Regions from separate parts of the Sus scrofa genome. Here regions 1, 3, 4 and 5 are each linked to region 2. The links are chromatin contacts, called in public Hi-C and HiChIP or PLAC-seq maps. All regions are on one chromosome and are shown on one strand. The core of a region is the stretch at or near the end of the contact, and the rest is flanking DNA. Distances in the headings are between cores, read along the strand shown. Region 1 holds the start of PRSS27 (serine protease 27). Region 2 holds the start of ATP6V0C (V-type proton ATPase 16 kDa proteolipid subunit). Region 3 holds the start of ELOB (elongin-B). Region 4 holds the start of E4F1 (transcription factor E4F1). Region 5 holds the start of RNPS1 (RNA-binding protein with serine-rich domain 1).

Region 1 (4,325 bases), core at 17-2,516, 140 kb before region 2:
TTCCCCCGAGGGCTGCGGGAGACGCGGAGACGGAGGGGAGGTCGGAGGGCAGGAGCGGAGGAGTGGAGGAGCAGGAAGGGCTGGGGCTGGGAGTTGTGCGAGGAAGACAGACAGCGCGGAGCCGAGCCTCCCGCCCCAGCGGCCCGGCGCTGCTGCCGGCGGCCCCTAGAGGGCAGTGGCGCGCTGACCGGGAGCGCCCGCCAAGGCCAAGGCCAAGGCCGGAGCGCGGAGATGGGGAGGGGGCGGAAAGTCGGCGACCTCGGCCGTCCCCGACTTCCGGGGCGCGCCGGCGCACCCCCAGGCCACGCACGCACCCACTGTGTGGGCGGGGAAACTGAGGCCGGGCTCTGCCGGTCATCCGGCGCTCCCCGCCCCAGCCCCCACCGGCTCTGCCCGACCTGGTCCTCGGCCGCCGGTCCCGGCCCGGCCTCGCCGCCGAGCCCCGGCTCCGGCTCTGACGTCAGCTCCGTGCCCCAAATAACTTCCTCCCAGAGCCGCTTCCGCGACGACTGCACGTCCTGGACCCGGCCAGCCGCTCCCAGGGCAGGGACACCTGGGGACGGTCCTCCTGGCACGGCCTTCCCAGAAGCAGCTTCCGCCCCGCCCACGCTGGCCTTCGCGTTCCGGGAACCCCACCCCCACCCCTGCGACGGCGGCGGGCAGGGGGCAGGGAGAGGCCGGTCAGGGTCACCCAGGGCCAGGCCTGGGACTGCTGGAACCCAGGTCTGGAGGGAGAGCCGGGGGGCGGGGAGGGGCGCTGGGGTCAGCGGCGGAGCCCGCCAGACGCTCCCGCTTAGGCTCAGGTGACCTGGCCCTTAGCCATCCTCCTTCCGGCAAAGCGCAAGCCCCAGTCCCGGACTGTTTGCGGCGCATGGCAGGTGCTCAGTAAATAAAAATAAATGAACGGATGAATGAAACAGAGAGGGTCGCGTGGTGGACCGCAGTCAGCTCAGGTGGGCCTGTGGTCAGCTGGAGAGTGTGGTCAGTCACCGTGGAGGCGGAACCCTTGCCACAAGCACTTAAATGGGGCACATGCGGAGTTCCCGTCGTGGCGCAGTGGTTAACGAATCCGACTAGGAACCATGAGGTTGCCAGTTCAATCCCTGGCCTTGCGCAGTGGGTTAAGGATCCGGCGTTGCCGTGAGCTGTGGTGTAAGCTGCAGATGCGGCTCGCATCCTGAGTTGCTGTGGCTGTAGTGTAGACCAGGGGCTACAGCTCCGATTGGACCCCTAGCCTGGGAACCTCCATATGCCGCGGGTGCGGCCCTAGAAAAGGTAAAATAAACAAACAAACAAATAAATAAATAAATGGGACACACGCACCCTGGCCCGCAAACCCTAAGGTGTTTTAGCATGAGAGGCCTGTCCCCTTGGGGTTCAGGGCCAGGCCATGGAGGAGTCGGGGTTCTGGGGTGCCTCCTTCCTGCCCAGAGGAACTGGGCGGGCCTGGCTGACAGGTCCAGCGGCATAGCCGAGCTGACACTCATCTCCAGCATAAAACCCCACTTCATGGAGCCCTACACATAGAGCTAGTGGTCACGGAGCTCCTGCCACAGCAGTCCCCTGCCCGGCAGGCACTCCAGCCAGGCTGAGACCATGGGGCAGGTGCCAGCTTTGGCCCTGCTCCTGCTGCTGCTGCTGCGGACTGGTGAGTCTTAGACATTGCAGGCATCTGTAAGGGCCTCTCTGTCCTACCCAAGCGGCAGCTAAGCCCCCACTCCCCGGCCAGGCCTCGGGCTGCAGCACCAGTCTCCCTTCCTGCCTCAGTGGGAAGATTCCGGAGGTTCCACAGGTGGAGTGAACTGGGGATGGGGGTGTGGGTGCAGGCGGGAGGACCAGGAGGCAGTGACACAGGCCGGATCCCATCCCTCCCCTTGCCTCAGGCAAATTACAGCCAAGCTGCTTCTGCCCCCTCTGGTCCTGGCCTCTCAAGATGAAAACGTGGTGCTGTAGGATCTGACCTCAAGACCGCTGGGCGCCAGCCAATCTCTGGGTCACTGACATCTGGGCCTGGGAAGGGTGGCTGGGTTGCCACCTGAGCCTGGTGAAGGCTCAGTGGGGGGCAGGGAGGACACACGGGGGTCCAGGTTCCTGCTCCGGCACAGAGGGAGGGAATTGGAGGAGCAGGCCCTGCACCTCCGGCCCTTCCCCCGCTCTCTTGGGTGAAGGTTGGCAAGGGCCAACAGGGGAGGTCGGGGGGGGGGGAATGCACCTGCCAGGCCCCTCCCAGCTGGGCGGGCTGCTCTCTGCCAGGGAAACTCTCCCGCATTCCTGGGCCAGCCTGGCCAGCCCAGCTGCCACCTTACTTCCCTGTCCTCAAGTCACCTCCCAGGGCCGGGCCAGGTCACCCCAGGCTGCAGCTTGGCCAGGGCTCCAGGCTTCCCACCAGGGAAGGAGGGTGCAGGCTTCCCACCAGGGAAGGAGGGTGCAGCCTCCCTGGGCTCCACCGGGCCTTGCCAGGCCTTGCTGCCCAGCTCCCTCCTCCCTCCCGGCCTCCTGGCACAGGGTCCTGTCCCACCCCTCCGGTCCCTTCACGTGGGCAGAGGTGCCCCGTCCAGCAGGGGTCCTGGGCTCCAGCTGCCAGCTGTATGAGAGGGGCTGCTCTGGGGAATCTGGGACGGAGCCAGGCTCTGCCCCCATCGCCCCCAGACTCAAGACAGAGCTGGAGACTTGCTCGGTCGGGAAGATAGTGTGAGAGGCCCTGGGCCTATGGCCAGCGGCCGGGGTGGAGAGTGGGAGACCCTGGCGCTCCAGAACCGGAGGCTGCGGTCCTGGGGGAGCTTCCAGACAAGGATGCGTGTGGGGTGAAGGGAAGGCCCTCGTGGGGCAAGGAGGAGCCATCCTGTCTCCAACAGGAGAGCCAGGCCATGACAGGGTGCCCTGGGTGGCCTCTCCTGCTGGTCCTCGGGAGACAGGCTGGAGGTGGAGCAGAGGCAGGGCTACACCAGGCAGATGCCAACCTCAGGGCCCACAAAGTTGGCTGATTACCTTCTTTGCTCACTTGCAGGGACTCAGGGGGCCGAAGCCTCAAGTGGTAAGCATCCAGGGCCCTTGCGGGGTAGACAGGAGTGGGCTTGTCTGAGAGCAGCAAGGCTGACCAGGAACGCACCCCCCCCCAACACCCACCCCAGGAGGCCAGGGTGAAACAGGCGGGGCACAGGGAATCCCGCAGGGCCAAAAGGAGCTGGAGCCCAGGTGGGTGGGCGGGCAGAAGGAGGGTCTGAGACGCGGTGCAGGTGGCACAAGAGGGCCATCGAGGCAAGAAGAACGGGGGAGGGTGGGAAGACGACAGGAAGGAAGTAAGGACAGACGCCGACACCATTCTGCTGTGACAATAACATACCCCCTCAGGGTCACCTACCCCATGTGGGATTGTCCCCTGTCTGTCAGGTCCTGGGACCAGATCTTTACCTGCGTCATCGTCATCCCAACATCCTCCCCCTACTCCCCACCGAGGTAGGTCTGATGTCACCATTTCACAGGTAAGGGGTGTGAGGCCCACGGGATGGGAGGCTTTCCCACAGCTGGGAAGGGTCTGCCCTGGTCCGAGGCGGACCTGACGCCGGGGCCTCTGACTTACCTAAGTTCTCCGAGCAGGTCGGGGGCAGGGAGGCTGGGAATAGAACCACCGAACAAGAAAGCCTGAGAGCGGGTCTGCGGGCGGGGGGTGGATCTGGCCCCCAGTGAGCAACACCCTGGCCGTGATCCCCTAGTGTGTGGGCGCCAGAGGACGCTGAACCGGTTGGTGGGCGGGCAGGATGCCTTGGAGGGCGAGTGGCCGTGGCAGGTCAGCATTCAGCGCAACGGAAGCCACTTCTGCGGGGGCAGCCTCATCACAGAGCAGTGGGTCCTCACCGCCGCGCACTGCTTCTCCAAGTGAGTTGGCTCAGCCCCCGGCTCCCCTCCCCACGTATTGCCAGCCTCGGAAACCCTCGCAGGCCCTGCTTCAGCACCAAGGACAGCGTCGGCCACAGGGAGGGGGTTGCTCAGGCGACCACCCACCCCAGGAGGGAAGCCGCTGGCCTCCGACCCCCTTCTCAGCCAGAGCTCCCTTTAGGACCAGCTTCCTGCAGCAATGGCTGCTCCCCAGGCCTTGCTCCCCTGGCCCAAGCGAGAGGGGTCCACTCCGCCACCGCTGGGCTGACCCGTTAGGAGCTTTGTTAGACCTGGGGACTGTCCCTACAAAGGCTGGCAGGCTCCTCCCCTGCCCTGGCCCCCTTCCCCCCCACCCCCAAATCCAGGACACTCCCTTCCTGGTGGGATTCTGGGCACAGGGGGACTGGAGCAGGATGTCCCTTCTTCCTCCTCACCCTAAGGTCATCTGT
Region 2 (4,522 bases), core at 233-2,732:
CCTGCACAGGGAGCCTCCGCAGTCCACCACATAGGGTGGGGCAGGGCGAGTCATCAAAGCCCAAAACCAGACCTACCCGAGGAGGCCTCGACCAGACCAGGCCAGACCAGTCCTCGGGGGCCGGAGCTGGGTCAGGACTCGACTCCCTGGGTCCCACATTTCTGCCTGGCCCAGTGCCCTTCTCCCACACTGGCCAATTTGCACAGAATCTGACACCCCCAGGACTGCGAAGACTCGGCTTCAAAACCAGGGGACCATCAAGAAGCCTGGAAGGCCCCTCAGCATTCCGAAGGCAGCCCCTCCCAGTTCCAGGCCTCAGGGAAGGGGAGAAAGGTCATTCATTCATTCGGGCCTGAGCAGTTCCTTCTCTGGAAACGACCCAATCCCCTCAACGCTGAGGCTCCACGCCACCTCGCCCACTCAGACGAGTGTCCACACACACGCACAGTGCTGGCACTGGCCTGCCCCCCAGACATCCGTGATGCCCCCTCTGCCTGTATGACCCCCGCCCCCCACAGCCCCCAATTCCACTCCCACTCCCAGGTCTCTGCCGGCTCTTAAGACCAACCCCTCAGCCAGGCTTCCCTAACCAACCAACCCACGCAGCCTTCAGTATTGGGAAACACCGACATGCCCTAACCGGAAGCACCAGCCTGGGTGCAGACCCACCTGACCCCTGCCGGGAGGCGGGGGGGCGGGGAGCAGGCCTCCACAGGGCGAGGGCTGTGCACTTGGCGGGGAATGCCAGGGCTGGATCCCCCACCGCCCACGGACGGGGGGTCGGCTCCGCGTCGGGGGAGCTCTACTAGGTGTGATGTCACACCTGCCCGCAGGATTTGGGGCGGGGGAGCGGGTGCAGAGCAGGCGCAGGACCGCGCGCCCCCACCCCAGCCTTGCCCCCGCCTCTCCAGGGGCTAAGATGGCAGCGGCGCCGCCGCCCCACCCCCGCACCGATACCGCCAGCTGGCCGGGCTGCGGTCCCGGGACCCCGGGAGACCCTAGGACCCGGACTGGGAACCAGCTCGCACGCCCTGCGCTCCAGACACCTTACGGCTCCCTGCGGCCCCGACCCCCGCCCGCAGTCACGTGAGGCCCGGGACCCCCTAACGGCTCGAAATTACGTCACACTGACGTCACATGCCGAACCCCGGGCGAGGAGCGGGCACAAGCCTCGCGCGCCCCCACCCCCCGGGTCCCTCCTGCCACGGCGCTCACCGCTGAAGACCATGGCGGCCGAGGCGCCCATGACCGCGAAAAAGGCGGCGTACTCGGGGCCGCTCTTGGCCTCGGACATGTCTGCGGGTGGGGAGGGGGCGAGCTCAGCAGGTCGAGGCGGGGACGAGGCCGGGCCGGGCGCGGCAGGCTGCGAGGTGCGCGAAGCGAGCGCTGAAGCGGCTGCGAAGGGGATCCGGCCCGTCAGCCGCTGCGCTCTAAATACCAGCACCGCAGAACAAAATGGCGGCCGCTGCCGCGTCACATGACTCGGGCCCCGCCCCTGCGGACCGTACCACTTCGCGCTGGTGGGGGGGCGTCATGGCCCGGGGGGCGCCCTAGAGGCCCGCTGGCCACCCCCGCACTGTGCTGTCACCCCGCCGGCCCGGACCCGAGCGCTCCGCCCTACCTCGGCCTTCCCAGGTGCGCTGTCCGGCAAGGTCGGCCTCTGGAACCCCGCGGCGTTGGGCCAGTCCGGTCCCTGGGCCGGGGCGGGACAGTGGCGCGCCTCGTTAGCATATAGGGCGGTGCTCGTGGTGCCCCGCCTCCTCTGCGGCTGCGCTATCCAGGATTCGGTTCCGACCGAAGCTTTTCTTTGCGTTCTCTGTGTGGAGCCCGGCCACGGCGTTCTCTCGGCCCAGCCCCCAGAAACCCAAGACTGCGGTCTACCTCGCACGTGCTCATACCTCCTGGGGCGATCCGAGGGTCCGAGCAGGCGGAGCCAAATCCTGTGAACCGGGCGCCGGCCTCTTCGGCAGCCCCCAGGGAAGCCTCTGCCACCCTGCTGTCTGGTTGGTCTCTGGCCCGAGCCTTCCTGTGTTCCCGGTTCGGGTCTCCCCAACCCTTAGACGCCGTCCTCCGTCTGCTCCAGACCTACCAGTCCCCAACCTGGCAATCGGTGATTGCTACCCTGGCTTCCATAGACAAGGAGCCCCTTTACCCGCCTCTGTTCCCTCTTTTGTATCAAGGACCCAGACTGCAGCTGAGGAGCGGGGTTGTCTCTGCCCTTCAAAATGTAGGCATGACTGGTTTGGCGCCCTGTCGGTGTTGCGACCTGAGAAGTCTTCCCCAAATTTCTACATCTTGGGTCCTTGTTCTGCCTGTCCCACACAAGTCCCGCACATGCAGGGTTGCCCTTATTTCTGGGGCAGCAGTAAAAGGTTTCCTCTCAGCCCAGCAGGCAGCCTGGCCTGGGACTGGCACTGCCCGGATGATCCCATGTGGCCCTCCTGGCACCCCAACTAGCTGCCTTATCTCTACCCACCAGTTCTGGATCCCTTTGCCCTTTGTTCCCTCCATTTCAGGCACCCTGGGTGGCTGCCATCTGGTCCTGGGTCTCCCTTGAGCTCCAAGCCCTTGTTCCGACACAGAAGCACTCTCCGCCAGTGACCCAGGTGGTAGCTGTCATCAGCCTTCTCCATGTGGGTGGTGGGGTCACCTCCGCCGGCCTGGTCCTCCCGATGGAATCTCAGACCCGCTTTCAGACCCTTCTTGGTGAGTCTGGGTCTGCCCCTGCCCCTGCCCCCAAACGTGCAGCCCTTGGAGGGCTGTGTCCGTCCTGTCCCAAAAGAGAGGAGGTCACCATTCTGCTAGAGCCCTCCACGCCGCCCTCTGCCTTTGTCTTCCTCGCCCTGACTCTGACTTCTGGAAAGAGGAATCTTCATTCAGTGTCCTCAGCTCCTTGTCCTTGCCAAGGGGGATGGCGACTGCCATTTCTCTAAACCGAGGAACGTGGCTCAGGCTTTCTGAATGGCCCCCTCTGCTGCCACGGCCTGCTGTCCACCACACCACACCGCCACTCTCTCCAAGTTCACCTGCATGTGCCCCGATGCCCTCGTTCCTTCCTGGAGTCACAGGAGCAAGGGCAGTGGCCTCCTCAGCTTCCCTGCAGGTCCCAGGTTTCCGTGACTCCCTCTGCTGGGCCCTGCCCCTGGGTGATCACCTGCACCTTTCCAGACCTGAAGCCCTCTGGGCGAGCAAATGCCCAAGTGCCTAGGCCAGGCCCAGCCCCCATAACTCCCAGGCACTAAGGGTCCAGGGTCAGGAGAGTCCAGACCAGGGAGCTGCACTGGCTGAGGGGCCAGGGAGGCCACAGACTAAGGAGCGGAGGCGCAGGACAGTCCACCTCGGGATATGGCGCCACCAAAAGCGCAGACCCCAGAGCCCAGGAGGTCGGGGACAGTTCCATCCGCAGGCTTAGAGGGCAGGTGGGCTTGGCTCACCATCCTCTGGCTTTCTCCCTGAGTTCTGGTGTAAGAGGTCACCATGGGTCTCCAGTGGGGACGCCGACAGCTCAAACCAGCACGTCTCAACCTGAGCTCCCCTCCTCCCACATGACCAGCTTCCACTGGGTTCTTTCCATTTCCGGCCAAAGGCACATCCAGCCAGCCAGCTGCTAGCACCAGCAGCCTCCAAGTCACGGCTCCCTCGTCATTACCCACCAGGCCCGGTGCGTCTGCGGCTTCCCGGCTCTCAGGTCTGCCCCCACCCCTCAGGCTGGGCTTCATTTCTGGCCTGCGTCTTCTCACAGCCTCTGACCTGGTCCCCTGCCCAGCCTGCTTCACCCCGTAGCCACGCGACCCTAAAGGGTACGTCTGACAAGCCACTTCCGTTGTGGAGCCCTCAGCATCCCCTAAGCATTTGGGGGTGTTAGTTAATCCTCGAGGGAGCCTTGGGGGAAGACGCCACCCCTACCCTCACTTTGTGGACAAGGAGACGGGCCCATGAGTTGCAACACCCCTCCTACTTCCTGCATGAGCGCTCAGGGAGTGTCTGGTGACCAGTGACAGGGTCAGGAGGGACCCAGGTCATCTTTCTTGGGGCCTCCCGGCACCAGAGATATGGAAGGGAATGGCCAGGGACACACACCTCTGCCTTCTCCCTCACAGCTAGGCACCTCCTGGCTTGGACTCTCACTGTCACGAGCCCCTGGCCTGTCATTGTGAAGGTGGGGACTTCTAGGAATAAAGGAAGGGCTGTGGGGGGAAGTAGAGAGGTGCAGGGGGGACCCTGATGTCCCCGAGGGTTGTGTTTTTTGTTTTTTGTTTTTTGTTTGTCTTTTTAGGGCCACACCTGGGCATATGGAGGTTGCCAGGCTAGGGGTCGAATCAGAGCTATTGCTGTTGCCAGATCCTTACCCAGAGTGAGACCAGGGCTTGAACCCGCAACCTTGTGGTTCCTAGCTGGATTCGTTTCCGCTGCGCCACGAAGGGAACTCCCCCAAGGGTTTTCATGTCTGCACTGAAAGATGGTGGAGAGGGAAATCCAAGGGCGTTTTGCAGAGACCTCGGTGAAGGGAGGGGGTGGCTTG
Region 3 (4,456 bases), core at 1,856-4,355, 240 kb before region 2:
TGCACACCCAGAAGTGATTTTTTTTAGGTGGAAATAGCCCACCTACAGTCTACACCACAGCCTCTATCAAGACAGCAATTGTGAGCCTGAGGTGACGTCACCCAGGGTCGCCAGTCACCACCACAATCTACCCAGTAAGTGGGAAAGCCTGAATCCCGTCCGTGTTCATCTTTTTTTTCACCTGCAGAGTTTTATCCGCACCTTCCCACCAAGAATAGCTGTGGGTCCACAGGGTGTCCTTGTTCAAATTGGAGAAAGGGGTTCTTTTCTGGGAGAATACAGCCGGGCCTTGGCTCAGGAAGGACAGGAGATGCGCTTTCAGCCCTCACCTACCTGCCTCAGAACACCCTGAACCGGGCCCACCTGGATCAAGTCCGCACCTGCCCCGCACCTGCCTCGTACCTGCCTCCGCATCGCTGTGGGAGTTGAGAAAACCCACAGAAAGGCGCCCAAGACCGCCCTTTCCTGAGCACGAGCAGGGCCTTGCCCCGAGGCTAGTCTAGGATCAGCCTCCTTACGGAGGGAGATGCCAACCCCAGCCCAGGGGGTAAAGGACGCAACTGAGAGGTGCGGGGAAGCCTACCAAGTTGAGCCAGTCACGCAGGCACCTCGGTCTCCAGGCTACAGCTGTGTGAACACCCTACAGCCCTTCCAGAGACCTCAAAAAACTTAAATCCCCTTTACTAGAGGGAACTGAACCCCCCCCCTCAGGTTTCTAGCCTCGGGGCAGGGTGCATGCAGCTGATTTGACTACAGGCTCTGGCACAGAAAGGGCTGAACCCGCTCTGCAGCTCCCCAGGCTCAGCTGACCCATCCCCAGAAAGTCAAAGCCCAAGTGCGGGCGGGAGAGATGCCCGGCAAGTCAGCGAGGCAGCACGGAGACGGGCTGGGACCAGCAGCTCCGTGAACTGCCTGCAAGCCTCACCGCCCACGCCTCCCTCTCAGGGCCACGAGAGCACTAGAGGGGCCGGGCCCTCAGGCAGGCCCCCGCCCGTGTAAGCTGGGGCCCTGACCAAGGACCTGGGAGGCCTCCACGGGACAGCCATCAGGTGCTTCACGCACCTCGCATGCTCTCCCCACTGCCCCCGGGGAAGCACACACCACCGAAGGATGGGCCTCGCTGGGCCGGCGGGGAGACACCGCGAGGGAGGCCTGGAGAAGGACTGCAGGCTCCCCCGACGGCCCCACCCCAGCCCTGTCCCCCTCACCTGCCCGGAAGGCCAGCCCCACGGTGGCTGGGGCCTGAGGCCGCGCGGTCTGGCTGGTGAAGCCGCACTCGCCCAAGGTCTTGCCGTCATCCAGAAGCTGGTCGTCCTGAGGAGAGAGGCAGGCAGGGTCTCAGGGGCAGCCCCGGAAAGGCAACTACACTGAAAGCCAAACAGGGCCCAGAACCACCCGAGGACGTCCAAGAGCGTCCAGGCTACGCCCCAGGCCTTTCAAATCAGACCCTCCCAGGTGAGGGCTCTAAAATCTGCAGTTGTTCCTCCCCAGTTGCAGGTGAATCTAATTTCAAGCGTCAATGGTCCAATCTGGCCACAAGCAGACCTGGCTGAATGCCCACTCTACCACTTTGCACAAAGGGGCTGATTTTTGGAGGTGAAGTTTCCTTCTCTGCAAAACGCGTGGCGGGTGTGGATACGGCAATCCCCAACTCCCAGGGCCGCCCGGTTTTCATGCCCAAAGGACACACAGAAAGCAAGGAGCATAGCACATGGAAGAGCTCAGGCAGCAGGCAAGGTCCTTATCATGGAAGCCCCCCCCCCACCCCCAGGAGGTATCAGCAAGGAAAGGCCTTCAGTGACAAAGGGAATGAGGACTCAGCTTGGAATGAAAGACCAGTTTCCAGCCAGTATTAGATCGAGGCACTTCGGGGGAGAGCCTTTAACGAGAGGCTGACACACCGGATTCCCAAAGAAAGCCCCGAAATCCAAGCCATCCTTGCTGAATAACTGCAGTTGGTTTGTAAGGGGGAGCGGAGCGGGGGGGGGGGGGGGGGAGCTGCGTTTAGAACCCCAGCAGCATGGTAGGGAGTCATAAACAGCTGGTAGGCGAAGAACCGACGGGACCCAACTCATCCCCAAACCCTCCATTTCTTTGTATTAAGCGGTGTCCAGGGCGGATGGGGCGCGTGTGATGGGCCAGCAGAAGGTTAAGGGCCCCGGGACTCAAATCCCGACTCTGCCCATGACCTTGGGATAGTTAAGGAACCACCTCCCAGCCTCAGTTTCTCCAACTACGGAGGAGACAAGTCCAGCAAGAGCCTGCACGTCTCGGCGGGCTGCTTCTGGGATTATTAGATGCGACGCTGGCCCCGGGCACTCGGCAGAGGGCCTGGCGCGCGCCTTCAAAGCCACCGGAATCGAGATCCTCCGGTGGAGCAGGCGCTACCGGGGCTTCACTTCTCTGAGTCCGAGCAACGGCCCCACGCGGGGGAGTTCCGGCCCGCGGCGGTCAGCAGCCGATGTTTACATCGACGACGCGGCTGCCGGGCGCCCCCGGCCAAGCTCCGGCGGCGGTTCCCAGCAGCACGCGCCCCCGGCCGCCCGGAACCGACAGGACCGCACCTTGTACAGCCGCTGCTCGTCCGGCGGCCGCTTGAGGATGCCCTCGACGATGCGCTTCAGCTCGAACACGGTACTCGACTCCTTAGCGTCAGTGAAGATGGTGGTCTTGTGGCGCCGGATCATGAGGAACACGTCCTGGGGGCGGCGGGCAGGCGTGAGCGCGGAGCCCGGGCTGCCCCCGCGCGGCCCGTGGCCCCCGTGGCCCCCGCGGCCCCCGGCCCCGGCCCCGGCCCGGCGCCCCTCCCCCCGCGCCCGCTCACCATCGCAGCGGCTACCTCTCCCCCTCGACGCGCCGGCGCGGCCGCGCTCCTCCCCGTTCCCGGCAGCCCGGGCGCCGCACCCCAGCGTGCCCCGCGCCCGGCGGCCCCGCCCCGCGCCCGGCCCCGAGGCCGCCATTTTAAGTAATCCGCAAGGGAGGGGCGCTGCGGCCCTGTGTCTGGCAGCCATCTCGGCGCCGTGGCGTGGGGCGGGGCTGGTTGGCCGAGGGGCTGAGGCTGTGGGCGTCCGGCAGTGGCCGATGGCGCCATCTTGGGTGTGGCAAAGACGAGGTCCCCAGATTGATGCAGTGAGGAGATGCCTGGGTGCAGGCCCATCCTTTTTGGGGGGATATCAGGGACTAACTGTGTGAGCTAGGGTACCTCACATCCCAAGGAGAGAGAAGGAAAGATGTGTCCCTGAGTCATCAGGGCGGCAAGACATTCACATCTCAATGAGATCTGGGCTGCCATATTGGGGAGTCCGACTCGAGAACAAGGGCTCCCTGGCGGCCATTTTGAGGAGGTCCACGGACGTTCCCAGGCTAGGGATCGAATCTGAGCATCGGCTCTGGCAGTGCACCACAGCGGGAACTCCTCTACCTAAGTTTGTTTTTTTGTTTTGTTTTGTTTTTTTTGTCTTTTTTTTGCTATTTCTTGGGCCGCTCCCACGGCATATGGAGGTTCCCAGGCAAGGGGTCTAATCGGAGCTGTGGCCGCCAGCCTACGCCAGAGCCACAGCAACGCGGGATCCGAGCTGCGTCTGCAACCTACACCACAGCTCACGGCAACGCCGGATCGTTAACCCACTGAGCAAGGGCAGGGACCGAACCCGCAACCTCATGGTTCCTAGTCGGACTCGTTAACCACTGCGCCACGACGGGAACTCCTAAGTTTTTTATTTTTATTTATTTATTTATTTTTGGGGCCACACCCGCGGCATATGGAGGTTCCCAGGCTAGGGGTCCAGTCGGACCTGTGGCTGCCAGCCTACGCCACCACCACAGCCACACAGCCACGCCGGATCCTTAACCCACTGAGCCAGGCCAGGGATCAAACCCGCAACCTCATGGCTGCTAGTCAGATTGCCTTCCACTGACCCATGATAGGAATTGCAAATTTTTTGAAGTGCTCATTAATAAATAGTAATTGTGGGAGTTCCCGTCATGGCGCAGTGGTTAACAAATCCGACTAGGAACCATGAGGTTGCGGGTTCGGTCCCTTCCCTTGCTCAGTGGGTTAAGGATCCGGCGTTGCCATGAGCTGTGGTGTAGGTTGCAGACTTGGCTTGGATCCCGCGTTGCTATTGCTCTGGCGTAGGCCGGTGGCCATAGCTCCGATTGGACCCCTAGCCTGGGAACCTGCATATGCCGAGGGAGCGGCCCAAGAAATAGCAAAAAGACAAATAAATAAATAAATAAATAAGTAAATAAATAAATAGTAATTGTCAATAGCCACCAGTTGCTCGTGTGTCTCTCATCTGTAGTGTTTTATAACTACTTTCATTTCTAAAAAGGAAGTGATAGAACTCAGTGTGGAATTTGAGTTGGTTGCCCAAATTCAAACCTGGTTCCACCTCTTGTCTGCTGTGGGTCTCTCTCTCTCTCTTTTTTTTTTCTTTTTGCCATTTTTTGGGCT
Region 4 (4,707 bases), core at 280-2,779, 230 kb after region 2:
CAGAGCGCCCTGCAGCTTTCCACCACTGGACTCTGCTGCCTCCCACCGGGGCTAGAGAGACCCGATGCCCCGCCCTCCTGGAGCCTCCAGCCACACCCCGGCCAGGGCCCTAGAGACCTGTCAGAGGCAGTGTGAGGGGGCCTGGAGGAGGGCAGGGCCCTGCCCAGACACGGAGGCGGAGAGGGGCCAGGCCGGGGCCCTGAGAACAGGGCTGGCGGGAGAAGCGGTCGCAGACATCTACACGGACAGCCCCCGTGGCTTGGACACCTGTGAGTATTCGTGGGTGGGCACCTAGGTCCAAGAGGGTGATGGGAGTCCCGCAGGAGGGGCCCGGGGCTCCGAGGAACTCGGGGGCTCGTGCAAGGCCGTGAGGGGCCCTGGGGGGACGTGAGCTCCACAAAGAACCGGGTCTGGAAAGGCCTGTCACGCCCGAAGCGCAGGCCACCCGGGCCTCCGGCAGCCGGTCTGAGCCGCCCCCACCCTGGCCGCGCCCGGGCCCGTCCGGCCCTGTTACCTTCCTCGCTAAAGGGCGCCGGGAGGCCGAGGAAGCCACTGGGCGCCAAAGCCGCCGCCGCCGCCGCTGCAACCCCGCGGTCGCCTGCTTCCCGCCCGGCTTCGGCCCGGGCTTCTGCCGTATGCGCGGCCGTCACCCGCACTGCCATCGCGCCCTCCATGTCGCAACGCGCCGCAGGAAGATGGCGGATTTACGACCGTGTCGTCATAACAACGGGCCGCGCCCAGGCCTGCAAGAGAAACAGACCTGAGGGCGATGGGGCGGGGCCCGGGTGCGTTTGATGGGCAGGCGGCGGGGCGGGGCCGGAGGGTGTGGCCTGGAACCACAGAGGTGGGGCTAGACCCTAGGTGAGAAGAGACGGGTCGGGCCTGCTGGGAGGGGTGTGGTTACGGTGGAGCGAACTGACAGGCGGAGGGGCGGAGCCAGTGGAAGGCCCTAGGGGCGTGGCTTGGCCCGGCAGGGGGCTGGGCCACCCTGACGATTGGAGCGCTGGGTTTGGGTTCCACGAGCTTCGAGAGCCTGAGAAGAGGGGCGAGGCGGACTGGCAGCGCCACCTGACCGGCCCTGAGCTGGTGGTGCAGCCACGGGTGCCCCGCCTGGATATGAGCTTGAGGGCCGCTGCCAGGACACCGCTCCAACTGAGACCGGTAGAGTGATGTTCGCCGCCCGTCCCCGACCCCTTCTCGGATGACAGAATCTCCCTTGAATGTTGACCCAGCGACCTCGAGACAACCCCCGAGTTGGGGATGGCTCACGGGTAGCTTCCCTAAGACTTTTATTCTCTTGTCTAATTAGTTGTGATAAGTACACATAGAATTTACTGTTAGTGACAGTACACAGTGTCGTGCAACTACCACCGAAATGTAGTTTGAGAAGTCATCATCATTTCAACAGAAAACCTGTACCCAGTCACTCCCCCGTCTCCCCTCCCCGCCAGCCCCTGGCAACTATTTTCTTTCTCCATGGCTTAGCCTTTTCTGGACATATCACATAAATGGAATGACACACATGGTCTTTCGCATCGGGTTTCTTTCACTTAGCATAATGGGGTTTTTTGGTTTTCGTTTGTGTGTTTAGGGCCGCACCTGAAGCATACGGAGGTTCCCAGGCCAGGGGTCGATTCCAAGCTGCAGCCCCTGGCCTACACCACAGCAACACCAGACCCAAGCCACATCTGTAACCCACTGATCAAGGCCGAGGATCGAACTTGTGTCCTCATGGATACTCGACAGATTCGTTTCGGCTGAGCCACGACGGGAATTCCCAATGGTCCCTTTTATTCTTTTTTTTTTTTTTCTTATCTTTTTTCATTTTTGGCTGCCTGGCAGGATGTGGAGTTCCCAGGACAGGGATCAGATCTGAGCCGCAGTCATGACCTAAGCCGCAGCTGCAGCAAATCCAGATCCTTAACCCACTGCGTTGGGCCAGGGATGGAAGCTGCTCCCAGTGCTCCCAAGGTATCACTGATCCCATTGTGCCACAGCAGGAACGCCTCCTTTTATTCTTTTTCAGGTAGTATTTAATTAGTCTTTGAAGCTAAGTGCTTTTATTTATTTTAATTTTTTTTCTTTTTATGGCCGCACCTGTGGCCAATGGAAGTTCCTGGGCTAGGGGTCGAATGCCTCAGCACAGCAACACTGGATCCAAGCTGCATCTGGGATCTACACCACACCTTTCAGCAATGCCAGATCCTTAACCCACTGATCAAGGCCAGGGATCAAACCTCCATCCTCATGGATACTAGTCAGGTTCTTAACCTGCTGAACCACAACCAGAACTCTCTCATCCCCATTTTAACGATGAAGAAACTGAGGCACAGAATTGACAGGACATTTGCTCAAGGGCAGACCAAAGATTCTAACTCAAGTCTGTCCAGAGTCATGGGCTAGAAACCCATAGGGCATGCTCTCCCAGCTCAGTTATTCTCTGTGGCTCAGCTGGATTCCAGAGACTCAGGGGAATCAGATGCCATTTTTACTCCAAGAAGGCCAGTCTCCAGGGGAGCCCAAGCACGATACAACGGCCCGGGCAGGGAGTGGGCAGCTCTGCCCTGAAAGGGCACCAAGCAGATATTTTTTCCATGTCAGGGCTGCCCAGCTGGGAAAGCGAGGACCCTTGGCCTGGCAGGAGCTGAGAAGGGTGAGGCACAGGTTACGTCGCCAGAGGTTAGGCGGGGGTAACAGTGGGGCTGCTTTCTACGGGGGGCTCATTCACCATTCCAGGGGTGTAAGCAGAGTGAGTGCTGGTCAGTGTTTCCGAAGGATCCCTCTGACTGCTGTGTCCGCAAGGAAGATCCAGGAGAGATGGGCTCTGAGAGGGACAAACCAGAAGAGGACCAGCTGGGTTGTTGTGGAGCTCTACGGTTCTGGCGGCAGCTGGGAAGACAGGGCCAGGAGAACACCCCACTTGAGGCTGCCCAAAGGATTAATGGGAAAGCCAGCATTCAAGAGATGGGGGCAGATCTCCACAGGAACAGCGTGGGGAAGGATCCCAAAGACAGGATGGCCTGGGTGTGGGTGGGCACGAGGAGGAGCTGGCCCAGGGGAGACAGACAGCCTGCACTCTCCGGGCTCGTATGCTTTCTATTTCAGAAATCCTCTCTAAAACAATTGCATTTATCAACCATACTTCAATAAAACTTTAAAAAACGAAAGAAGGAGTTCCCGCTGTGGCTCAGCAGGTTATGAACCTGACTAGGATCCATGAAGATGCGAGTTCGATCTCTGGCCTTGCTCAAGGATCCTGCCTTGCTGTGGCTGGGGTGTAAGCCAACAGTGGCTGCTTCCATTGGACTCCTAGCCTGGGAACTTCCATATGCTGCAGGTGTGGCCCTAAAAAGCAAAAAAGAAGAAGAAGAAGTCACAGGGAGGGAGTTGTTCCTCTCCTAGGTAGTGGGTGCACCAGGCAGGAACATTGCATGCCCTGCCCTTGTTGACGATGGCCCCTGCCCACCAGATGTTCTCAGGCCAGCAGAACAGGCTGCGGGTGAACCAGCAAAGCCCTAAGTGCACTGAAGATACTGGCTTTGCCTCAGGGGGTTGGGGGGCAGGATCCAGAGTGGACTTTACGTAGACTTGGGACCCAAGTGCAGAGCAGGGGGTTGTCACATTAGGAATTGGGGGCCTGGGGGTCTGGATCCCCTGGCACAGGGTATGCTCTCAGGAAACTGTGGCCACTATTGTTCTGCCCCCTGGCCCCAGTGAAAGTAATAAGGATAGGGCATTCCCTTGTGGCACAGTGGGTTAAGTATCTGGCATTGTCACTGCAGTGGCTCGGGGTGCTGCCATGGTGTGGGTTTGATCCCTGGCCCAGAAATGTCCACATGCCACAGGCATGGCCAGAAAAAAAATGCAAGTAATAAAGATAAACATACACCTACTCTATGAACTGGCAATTCCACTCCTAAGTATATACCCAGGAGAAATGAGGGCCTACACCCACAAATCTGTGTGTAGGAACAGAAATCTTCACAGGGGTATTATTTACAATAGCTCCACACTGGAAAAAACCTAAATGTCCATCACCTGGAGAACATGGGACTATGTTCTTACAATGGAATATAAATTTCAAATTTTGAAAAAGAAACACCGAGAAGAATGGATTGCACAGACATTATATTGATCCAAAAGAAGCAAGAGCCAGAGGAGTGCAGGAGGTAAGATCTTGGAATATGGTCTAGAACAGGCCATGGTGACAGAAGTCAGAAAACCAGTCGGGTAGGAGTATCTGCTATTGACTGCATAGCGACTTGCAGAAATTTTCTGAAATGATGGAAATATTCTATATCTTGATCTGGGCTGTGTTTACACAGGCATAGAAGTAGTTAAAAATTCCACCAAGCTGCACACTTAAGATTTATGCATTTTGCTGTATGTTTCCCTTCCATAAAAGTTAATAATACCGAGGAAGGTTCCCTGGGGCAGCACGGAGTTAAAGATCCAGTTGCCTCAGCTGTGGCGCAGGTCGCAACTGCAGCAGGGGGTTGCACCCTGGCCCAGGATCTTCCACATGCAGGGGAGGCGGCCAAAAAAAGTTAATAATACCTAATAATGATGATAGTGACCAATTATTGAGTGCTGTGTTCTAGGCACTAGTGTCCTTCTCTTAGACCCTAATTCCACTGCCTAGTAATTACTCGTTCACACGACCACCAAGGCACAGGGAAAGGATTTTTCCAAAGGACGGGAAATCAG
Region 5 (4,434 bases), core at 815-3,314, 200 kb after region 2:
TTGATTAAATTCCTAAGTGTCTGACTAAATCATGCTTTTAGATTTAATATAAAATGTGTTGAAAGTTATATGCATGCCAAATTCTATGACTTCGGAGCATGAACAACAGAAAACCCAGAAGGGGCTGTCAGCCCAGCTGCCTGTGCCTCCTCCATGCGCCTCGGTGGGACCACAGGGCCTGCCTCATCCCCACCTAGGTTGTCACCACCTCCCTGGACAACGGCTCTGGATTCAAGGCCTTTCAGGTACACATCGACTTGGCCCAGGATGTGTGGGACTCTGACCCGCTGCCATGGGCTCCTCATTGACTCCCCGCACGGCAGGCAGGGCCCAGCAAGACCACGACATCCCCAACACCGACCCCCTGGGCCCCTTAACTGCTTGTTGCAGGGCCAGGGCTGCGGCTCTGTTACAATTATACCACCACCTGGCCTGGCCAATGTGACCATGATGCCGAGGTCATATACCTTCTCTAAATGGCCCCCACTCCCCAAATCTAAATCCAGAGGGAGAACCACAACCCGGACTGACTCCGCCTGCCAAGCCCCCTCCCAGGAGTGTGCAGAGGCCTCAGCAGAGAGGCCTCCAAAGGGAGGCTGCCCCTGCCTGTCTTTTGTCCCCGACTCCTCAGACACCCCTCAACCCAGGATGAGGTATCAAAGGCACCGTCCAGGTGCCCATCTCTGGCCCATCTCCGCACCACAGTGGTTCCTTTCCCCGGAACACACCCTGGATCTGCTCTCTTCTCTTCCCTGCTGAGTCTACCTGTTCCACCTGTTCTGAGACAGGGGTGCACCTTCCTCCCCTCCTTCCAATAAGGAAGGAAGCAGGTACACAGCAGTCAACAAACCCTGCAAGCCCTGGCCCTCTCAGAGCCGGGTTTTACTCCAACAGCCTCCTGCCTGGTCCTGGGCCTCTAAACCTCACCCTCTTGCCGTTGCCAGGAGGCTCTGGCAATGCCTCCCCGCCTGCGCCGTCCACCAGCCCCGGGATGAAGCCTTGGCGCCTTATCTTGCACACCTTCCAAGTTCCCCCCAAATGCTAAACTCCACCTTCCTAGCCCCGGCTTCTGCCAGCAAGCCTCTGCGCCTTTGCACCTGCTCTTCTCTCGGCTGAGGGCACCCTTCCACTTGGGTCTCAGCTGCAGTGTCACCTCCGCAGAGGCGCCTTGACTTCTGCACCTAGTCTTCTCTTTTTATTTTATTTTATTTTATTTTTTGTCTTTTTGCCATTTCTTGGGTCTCTCTCGCTGCATATGTTGGTTCCCAGGCTAGAGGTAGCCGCCGGCCTACGCCAGAGCCACTGCAATGCAGGATCCGACCTGCGCCTGCGACCTACACCACAGCTCACGGCAACACCGGATCCTTAACCCACTGAGCAAGGTCAGGGATCGAACCCACAACCTCATGCTTCCTAGTCAGATTGGTTAACCACTGAGCCACAATGGGAACTCCTTCTTTTTTAAATTTTTAATGTATTTATTTATTGTCTTTTTAGGGCCGCATGTGCGGTATTTGGAGGTTCCCAGGTCAGGGAGCGAATCGGAGCTGCAGCTGCCAGCCTACGACACAGCCACAGCAACACCAGATCCCAGCCGCGTCTGCGACCTTACATCACAGCTCATAGGCAACGCCGGATCCTTAATCCACTAATTAAGGCCAGGGATCTAACCGGCGTCCTTATGGACTGTAGTCAGACTTGTTTCCCCTGAACCACGACGGGGACTCCTGCACCTCGTCTTCTACCCTGTCTTTTGCTGCCCGTCCTTTCTGACGGCACTACCCCGTCTTACCCACCCGGCCGAGTTCCGCTGGAGTAAAAGCTGCGTCTGCCTGGCCACTCCCTGAGAGGCTTCTAACCGCACGAACCCTCTGCCCGGCCGGTCCCCACGGCGGTCGGCTAGAGGCCGCGGCACCTGCGCACTCCTCCCCCAACCCCGCCGCCCGAAACTCCGGGTCTCAGGCCCAGCGCCCACGGACCGCACCAAGCCCGCGGCGAGCCTAGGACGCAGGCGCACGGAGAGGGGCAGGGCCGCCTTAACCCGCCCCGCGCCGGCCCGCGAGCTACCACGCAGCACGGCCCTCCCAGCCCCAGCAAGCTGCCAGTTTGCCCGCCCTATGCGCCGCGCAGCCAGCCCCTGGCGGCCCAAGACGCCCCTCCCGAGAGGGGAACCAAAGTACGCGCTCCAACGCGGGGTGCTACACACGACCTTGGCTCTTTAACATTCTCCTTGCTCGCGCTCATTGGCTGAGGCGCTCTACGTCATCGCTGCGCGCCGGACGACGGCGCCTTCCCGCTCCCTAATCCTGACGCCAGAGCGGCGCCGGCCTCGGCGGCTGAGGAAAGCGGGAGGAGGTCTCGGCGGCGGGAAGATGTAAGTTGCGGGAATCCGACCCCATCCGAGCTTCGGGGGCCGCTCGCCAAGGTCGGCGGGGTGCATCGTGAAGCCGGCCCTCTCCCCGGCCCCGCGGTGGCAACGGCGGCCTAGCGGCGCGGTGTAGTTCTTAAGAAGAAAGAGTGGCCAGAGGAGAGCTGAGTAGGAGGCGCCGAGGCCGCGGCCCGGAAGTGGTCGGGGCTGCGGCGGGCGGAAGGGCGCCCTCGCTTCGTCTTCTCTGCGGCGGGCCCAGGGAGGCCCGCGGAATTCGGAGCAGCCGGGAACTCGGCCTCCACCCTCAGGGTCCTCTCGCCGGGCAGGAGACCCAGGCCCGCAACGTCAGGCCCTGCCCTGGAAGCTCTCGCGGCCCGGCGCCTGGAGTGGGGAGTTGTGAGTCTACGCGGACAGGGGGCGGCGAGGTCGCGTTGGGCCCGGGGCCGGTGGGTGCAGAGTTGCTTTGTGGGGTGCCCTGGGTGACCGTCTGACCTTCCTTTTGAAGATCTTGCTTTAAACATGGAATCCACGAACATTTGTCGGACTCCTGTGTGCCGTTCTCGGTGCCCATCTTTGGGGATATGGCCCTTAATGCCTTGGAGCTCTGTTTCCCGGCTTGCCCCAGGAGGGAGGGTACGGGAAGGTTAAATATCAGTGGAGAAGAGATGTGGCTTTTTGCCTTTGTAATTTCGCATGAATATGCCTAAAACGTACTGTTCAGCGGGGAAGGGGCTCTGAAGATACGACCTGAAACGGTAGCTACTCGAGATTTAACTAGTTGTTCTCTCCTCTCTCTGGCTGTTGGACTGCGCAACTTTCCGGAGGATGGGGGAGGTAACCAGAGTCCTGTGCTGTTACCTGAACTTGTGTAAACAGAGAACGTCAACCATTGCTTTCTACCACCTAGGCCTCGCCCAGCGAAGCGTTTACGTACTCTGTGGTTCTTAACTTTCCAGAGTTTTAAGAATAACTTGCTAGATTTTTATTTACAAAGTACATTAGGGCAGATCTTTAGGCCTGGGGTGGGGCCCAGCAATCTGCACTCTGTCATCTGTTCAGTAAGGTTGGTTCAGTAATTGGCCACGTGTGGATATTAGGCACTTGAAACATACCCAGCCCAAAGGGGGGTGTTTAAAAGACTTGGTATGGGGAGGCGTAGATATTTTGTTAACACACTTGGATACTGATTGGTGAAAAGATAATATTTGGGGTATAGGGTGTCAGATAAATACATTACTAAAAGTTAACTACATCTGTTTCTTTTGTACTTTTTGCAAACGTGCCTGTTAGCAAAATGTTAGGGTACTCTTTCTGTTGGACCAGACTGCTCTTGGTGATCCTCTCTTGAGCATTCAGAGGTTGTGTGCGACTTTTATTTAGAGTCAGGAGTTTTTATGGGGAAAGAGCCTCCAGCGCCTTTCTTCTGAAATTAGCTGAGGTTTATTGAGCCTTAAGTAGGTGCCAAGTTTCTTTTATGGGTCAGTTTGATTTATGTCTTTGATAACTATGAGGCGTAGACTGATGAAAAATTGAGGCTAGAAAGGTTAGGTGATTTATCCAAGGTCACACAACAAAGCTCTGAACGAAAGCCGAGCAGGCTGACTCCACACTCTTAACCATTGAGTTAGACTCAATGAGTGTCTGAGGACTGACTTATCCCAGCTTGCCTGGTCCACATCTCCTGTACCGTATTATTTTAAGACTGAGCATTTTAAAAGACTGTAGCCCTGGAAAAGAGCAACAAAGGTGATGTTCTCTTTTGTATTCTCTTTGATTGTCCAAAGCTGGACACTCTTGAGTCAGTGATTATCCAACATTTTGGCACCACTGCAGACTTAGGAACAGGCTCCAAATTAGTCGGCTGTGTCCGTCCAGGTGACTTACAGGCTGTCGGGGAAGGTGAGGTGGAAGTAGTAGAAGCTAACATCCTAAGATCTCTGCTTAGAACTCAAGCAAATCCTACAAAACTTGACTGGAACCACAAAAGGCAACAGTCCCCAGGAAACGGGACCCACAATGAACTGGTAGTTGGTTCTTGAACGGTATTTACTAATGATCATTTACTG

Evidence for each region. A called contact is a pair of places that touch in the nucleus more often than the background predicts. HiChIP or PLAC-seq counts read pairs in DNA pulled down with a chosen protein or histone mark.
Region 1: a contact with region 2 is called in an H3K27ac HiChIP or PLAC-seq map of alveolar macrophages. The contact joins the promoter of PRSS27 here to the promoter of ATP6V0C in region 2. A contact is called at or near these places in 2 of 5 promoter capture datasets (fetal liver and liver), 3 of 47 Hi-C or Micro-C datasets (embryonic fibroblasts, fibroblasts and liver) and 2 of 2 datasets of contacts at active chromatin or transcription factors (alveolar macrophages and skeletal muscle).
Region 3: a Hi-C map of liver shows a contact between it and region 2, with 4 times the contacts expected there. The contact joins the promoter of ELOB here to the promoter of ATP6V0C in region 2. A contact is called at or near these places in 2 of 47 Hi-C or Micro-C datasets (heart right ventricle and liver).
Region 4: a contact with region 2 is called in an H3K27ac HiChIP or PLAC-seq map of alveolar macrophages. The contact joins the promoter of E4F1 here to the promoter of ATP6V0C in region 2. A contact is called at or near these places in 3 of 5 promoter capture datasets (fetal skeletal muscle, liver and skeletal muscle), 1 of 47 Hi-C or Micro-C datasets (embryonic fibroblasts) and 1 of 2 datasets of contacts at active chromatin or transcription factors (alveolar macrophages).
Region 5: an H3K27ac HiChIP or PLAC-seq map of alveolar macrophages shows a contact between it and region 2. The contact joins the promoter of RNPS1 here to the promoter of ATP6V0C in region 2. A contact is called at or near these places in 2 of 5 promoter capture datasets (liver and skeletal muscle), 6 of 47 Hi-C or Micro-C datasets (alveolar macrophages, embryonic fibroblasts, heart right ventricle and 3 more) and 1 of 2 datasets of contacts at active chromatin or transcription factors (alveolar macrophages).

What each region holds. Positions count from the first base shown.
Region 1 is chr3:39,393,748-39,398,072 of Sscrofa11.1, forward strand. It overlaps PRSS27 (serine protease 27), which reads left to right and starts at 1,267. Exons shown (of 7, transcript XM_021086750.1): 1 at 1,267-1,648; 2 at 3,008-3,034; 3 at 3,352-3,456; 4 at 3,714-3,876. The coding sequence starts at 1,597.
Region 2 is chr3:39,537,222-39,541,743 of Sscrofa11.1, forward strand. ATP6V0C (V-type proton ATPase 16 kDa proteolipid subunit) reads right to left here and starts at 1,483. Exons shown (of 3, transcript XM_003124744.4): 1 at 1,216-1,483. The coding sequence starts at 1,294.
Region 3 is chr3:39,295,087-39,299,542 of Sscrofa11.1, forward strand. ELOB (elongin-B) reads right to left here and starts at 3,106. Exons shown (of 4, transcript XM_003124746.4): 1 at 2,825-3,106; 2 at 2,565-2,699; 3 at 1,209-1,314. The coding sequence starts at 3,091.
Region 4 is chr3:39,771,495-39,776,201 of Sscrofa11.1, forward strand. It overlaps E4F1 (transcription factor E4F1), which reads right to left and starts at 1,530. Exons shown (of 21, transcript XM_021086766.1): 1 at 515-1,530. The coding sequence starts at 674.
Region 5 is chr3:39,736,994-39,741,427 of Sscrofa11.1, forward strand. RNPS1 (RNA-binding protein with serine-rich domain 1) reads left to right here and starts at 2,065. Exons shown (of 8, transcript XM_003481099.4): 1 at 2,065-2,764. It overlaps LOC110259946 (a long non-coding RNA gene), which reads right to left and starts at 1,287. Exons shown (of 2, transcript XR_002342443.1): 1 at 1-1,287.